2 separate regions of the Mus musculus genome follow, and region 2 is linked to region 1. A link is a contact called in public Hi-C data. All regions are on one chromosome and are shown on one strand. Each heading gives the region's core, a stretch centred on a gene start, on an enhancer-like site or on the middle of the called end of the contact. The rest is flanking DNA. Distances are from core to core; before and after follow the strand shown.

Evidence for each region. Hi-C and Micro-C count contacts between places; a contact is called where the count stands out from the background.
Region 2: a Hi-C map of cortical neurons shows a contact between it and region 1, with 2.1 times the contacts expected there. The contact joins the promoter of Wscd2 here to the enhancer-like site in region 1. A contact is called at or near these places in 3 of 39 promoter capture datasets (embryonic stem cells, frontonasal cranial neural crest and maxillary cranial neural crest), 3 of 484 Hi-C or Micro-C datasets (cortical neurons, embryonic stem cells and uterus), 4 of 115 datasets of contacts at active chromatin or transcription factors (embryonic forebrain, forebrain, neural progenitor cells and 1 more) and 1 of 9 other capture datasets (pancreatic islet).

What each region holds. Positions count from the first base shown.
Region 1 is chr5:113,409,850-113,412,425 of GRCm38.p6, forward strand. No RefSeq gene overlaps it. Among named protein-coding and RNA genes, the nearest start is that of Gm30812, 54 kb to the right of the region's middle. Within about 2 kb of position 1,307, at least 11 of the 459 cell types and tissues checked have an H3K27ac peak or open chromatin away from gene starts, as enhancers often do. A contact at or near this core is called in cortical neurons, where this site is marked.
Region 2 is chr5:113,489,156-113,491,731 of GRCm38.p6, forward strand. It overlaps Wscd2 (WSC domain containing 2), which reads left to right and starts at 1,292. Exons shown (of 9, transcript NM_177292.3): 1 at 1,292-1,785.

The DNA of each region.
Region 1 (2,576 bases), core at 57-2,556:
TGTCAGGGCAGTACATTTCTGTCTCCTGAAACTTAGGATTTTGATTATCACATGCTGTCATACATGAACATGGGGCCATGATGAGGCAGGTCAGTACAGTTGTTTAGTACATTGTGATCAAATCAGGACGGAGCCTTTGAGTCTTCTTCTAGGGGTGTGTGCATGCATGTGTGTGCACGTGTGCATGCATGTGTGCATGCATGTGTGTGCACGTGTGCACATGTACTAACAGGTTACTATGAAGGCAGTCAGGCCCATGTACATAGAACCCTCCACTTTTTGAGCCTTTGGGAATCATTGCTACACACCCCAATCCATTTTCTAAAAATCACTCACATCTGAGGGATCAGGTGTCTTTTGCCTGTTGTTGTTTGGTCATGAGCTTCATCCATTTTGCTGCCAATGATGATGATCTGAACATTTGGAGTTGAATACTTGCCGGTAAAGCAAATGCACGTTTTTAAACCTGTTCACCTGATGATGGGCACTGGGTAGATCTTAGCTGCCAGGGGCAGTACGGGCACATTGCAGATGTAGGCATTTCTAACATTCACCTCCAGTTGTTTTAGATCCAGTCACCCAGGAGAGGAGCTGCTGAGTCTATTGATGGAGGATCTCCATCCTGTCTGCCATACTGGCTTTATTAGTTTAGCTGTCCCCACCAGAGGTGGGCGAGGCCACTTCCACAAGGGCATTTCAACGTTTTGACTGTCTGTGGTGACCCTAATCCCTCTGGGATAAGAGGACATTTCACAGATGTTTCTAGTGAAGTTAAACTTTAAAAAAAAAATCATAAATCTGTTGGCTTCTTTTTAAAACATGACTATTTATATTGTCTTTCCATTTTTAACTGGATTTATTATTGATTTCTCAAGTCCCCCATACAGTCTGGATAGCAACCCTTTCTCAGACTAGGAGTTTGTGACTTGTTTAAAATCCTGTAGGCGTCGATCTGCATGTAGCCAGCTGAGTCTCTGGGTGGATATAATCATCTTACATTATAGACATGTATGAATTCTACAAGGGATAAGAAAACATAGATAAGCTGACAATTAACCCCCCCCCAAAAAAAAACCAACAGAGCACCAAGCTTTAGCAGAGACCCCAGGATGGGTTGCAAGGAGGGATGTCTCAGCCTGTACCCGGTGCTCAAGGCAGAGCCGCACAGGGAGTGTTTATCCTCTCAAGGGACAATGCTCACTTCGATGTATAAGCCAGCCCCGGAGGAAAACTTAACAGCACAGCAGATATGGCACGGAACAAAACGTAATGGAGCCTGCACGCTCCATCGTGAGGCTTTTGATTCCCAGCCCATGACAGGATCCGATGCTCTAAATAAAGCATGCAGGCAAATCCAAGGCACAACTGAGCAAGCTGGAGGCGATCACATCCTTTCGCTCTCTCGTTTACAAGGGGGTGGCTTTAAATAGCATCTCTGGGGTCTTTACAGACCTGCAACTGCGGGCCCAAGAAGCTGAGGGAACAGAGACTGAAGCATAAGCTTTAGGATTTGGCCATGGGGGTTAGGGGTGTTGTAGACTGATTAAAAGCTGTAGACCAGAGGAATAGACCCCTGATGTGAAGGGAAGGGGTCTAAGCTCTTATCTGAGAGACTGTATGCATATTGTGTGAATAAACACCACCATTCTCTGACTTCAGTGCCAGCATCCATCCGACAGCTCGTTGCAGTTGGCACAGACCCCACAGTTCACAACCCAGTCCTGCAACCACTAACCCCAGGTGGCCACAAGCCACACACACCTCTGCCCAGACAATTACTAATTTGAGGGCTCACAGTCCCTGCTGCTCTGGTCACCCTTGGGAGAGCACTGACAGCGCTGTGGTTAATGCTAACGGTTCTGTTATGAAAAGCACAGCTCAGTAGCAACCACAGCAGGCAACGCATAGATAGTCTGGTGGGGAGCAAGGGGAAGGGGCAGGACTCCACTCTATGTCCCATGGAATATCCACGCCCCACCCTACCCCCACTGAAGTCTTCACAGAAAGGAGCCATGCATCTGAACTTGCATTGCCCTCCTCCACACCCCCTCCGGCTGCTTCAGGTGGGATAAGACAGTCCTGCTCACCCAGGTCTCCAGGTCCAGGGGGTGTCATCTCGTGACAGTGGGGACAGACCTGTACAAGACGTTAGTTTGCAAAAGGAAAGCTCCCAAGCCACCTGGGACTCATTCCCACAGCTGCTGTGGTCGACACCTGGGGGAAATCACAGGCGGAGTCCTTTCTCAGGAAGGCTTGGGAATTTTCGGATTTTGAACACACACTGTGGGATACCCTGACCCAGATAGGAACATAAAACTCATGTCTGTGGCATAAGCAAATTATGCACAGGGCCTGGAGTGAGCTTTATGCTTTATGCAATATTGAAATGATTTTGTGCATGAAACTGAATTTCATGGTGAGGGGTTGACGGTGGTGGCATTGTGTTCAGATTCTAGAAATCTGAGACTGTGATACGACTGTTTCGTTTGGTTTTTTTTTTCTTGTTGTTGTTGTTCACTCTATTTTTAAAAGATATAAACAAGTTTTAGAAAAAGATAGACAACTCCTACATACAT
Region 2 (2,576 bases), core at 42-2,541, 79 kb after region 1:
GTCCTCAAGCGGAGCACCTCATTCGCCTCTGCTCCCCAACTGTGGCTTCCCCTCCCTGAAGGACATGGAAGCCAAAGGAAACCTCTTCCTCAGCTGTTTTTGCTGGCTGTTTTGTTGAAGCAACTGGAAGGTAAGAATTATCAAACAACCAATGCAAAATGGGCAGGAGATTTGTATTCCAGGCAATACCAATAGATGAGTTGGGGAAGACTGAGAGATTTCATACTCAGGGTACAAACTTAAGTCCGCATCTTTATACACAGCTCCCTGCTAGGCTCAAACTCACTCCCCCGACCAAGCCCGAAGCCCATTTTCTCTGAGGTAGATATGGATACTGTGTGGCAGCCCACAACCCTCATATGGCCAGCCTAGAAGGTCTGAGCTGCTCCTGTTCATGTAGGGAAACCAAGGCAGCTTGGTCAGAGCCATACCGACAGAAAACAGTTAAGGGGAGAGGACACTTGAACCCCATTCCATTTAGCTCAACAGTCGGCATTCAAAAAAAACACGAAAACCAAGATCTCGGACTGGGGAGGTGGCTCAGCAGATACAACACTTGTTCTGTAAGCTTGAGGGCCTGAGTTCAAATCCCTGGTAGCCACATAAACAAGAGCTCACCCTGTAACTCCAGTGGCCCTAAGACATGCGAAGGGGAGGGGAGAGAGTCCAGGACCCTCGAACGATCATCTGCAAACACAGATGGAGGAGCCACCATCTCAAGCAAGGTAGAGAATAAAGACTGACACCTGAGGTGGTTCTCTGACTTCACGCAAGGCACGGTGACACACGAGTTCATACATGTGGGCACAGGTGTCCATGCACACCACACACACACATACATACACACACACACAATATTTACACCTAAGCCAGACGTAGTGTCTCACACCTTTAAGCTCAGCACTTGAGAGGCAGAGGCAGGTGGACCTTTATGAGTTCGAAGCCAGTGTGCTCTAATGATGTAGAGTTCCAGGACAGCCAGACCTACATAGAGAAACCCTGTCTGGGGGGTGGGGGGGGGTGTTGGGGGGGAGTAAATAAATAAAATAAAATAAAAATATTTACGCCTAGATTTTTCCAGTCGCCCTTGGACCTAACCGGAGCCAAGCTAGATCTGCAAACCAGAAGCCCCTGTGTTCCACTCTTGTCTGATGCTTCTGATCCCCTTCAGGGACCCTCAGTGGAAGTCATCCAGGAGCCGGAGACACACAGCCGGAATTCCAGCAAGCTCAGAGAGGGAGTGTGACAGCCCAGAAGCCACACAGGCAAAACTCAGAGCCTGTTAAAACAACACGCTGAACACCCATCAACAAAACTGTCCTTTGTTGGATTTCTTTGAGCTGCCTGCCGGGCGGGCTCCTGGCCAAGTCTCCAAGCAGCGGCAGCCAGCCCGCACCACGCTCAAGCCAGGCGCCGGCCCTTCACCCCGTCTCGGTGCATTTCGCCGCAGCCCAGGAGCGGGGCTCAGCACACTGCACAGCCCGGATCCCAGGCCTGCGGCGGGCGCGGCGGGAGGCCGGGACGCAAGGAGTTAAGCGCGGGCGGTCGGGCCGGGCTGCGGGGAGGCGGCGGGCGCGGGAGCTCTGGAGCTCGGGCTGCAGACTGCTCCAGCAGGGCCGGGAGTACGGGCGCCCGCGCAGCCCCAGCCTCATACCCCCGGCCTCAGCCTCGCTCAGTCCCAGCCCTGGCTCCGCGCACCACTCTCTGCGCTCCAGGCTCCAGGCTCCCGGCTTCCTGCTCCTCGCTGCGCCCTACCAGGCACAGAGAGCTCGGCGCTTCCCCCAGGTAAGCAGCAGCCACGGGTCCCCAGTGAGCCCAAAGCTGCAGAGAGGTGACAGTCGGCTCCGGGGAGATGACAAACTTTCCTCTGGCCGCGGACGCGTGTGGGGACATCCCTGGGGCTGCCGGAGCAGCGGGGGGCCTTGGATCACACTCTCGCACTCCGCTGCCGGGCCAGCTTCCAGCCTGGGGAGAAGGGGTGAGCGGTGCCTGTGAGCTGGCCTTGGGGTGGTGCCTGCACTGGGGAACCAAGCGGTAGCCAGGGCCCCGCAGCGTGGGCTCTGCGAAGCCCACTTTGCAGACTGGCTTCTGTGGGTCCTTGGGGGGGGCATATGGTAGGAGAAAGCCACTTGCCCCTCTCCCGCCCCCCCCCGTTCAAATGCCAGCAGGCCCAAGTGCCCTTCCAGGAGACCCTCAACTCCTTTCCAGGCCCCCACAGGCACAGCCCACTCCTTGAGATTCCAGAGGGGCTGCCCCTTTAGGGGGAGAAAGAAAGCTTTAAAAAATCAGAGAGAGCTGCCTGCACCCCTCAATGAGAGGAGCAAGCCGCAGGGAAGGGGCCTGAGGGGACCAGGGCTCCTGGTGACCTCTTGCCCAGCCCGTGGCTGCCCACTCTGAGTCCCTGAGGCTGTCCCAACCTAGAGCACTGCTGGCTATAATCCCTTTCTCCCTAGTGAAAGCACACTTCCAAAAGGCCAGTCCTGTGTCCACATGGAAGACATCACTGTCCTCCATTCCTGCCGGGAGGGCTGGGAGTCAGGGGGCATACTGGTTGGTCTTTGGTAGGCTTGAAGTCC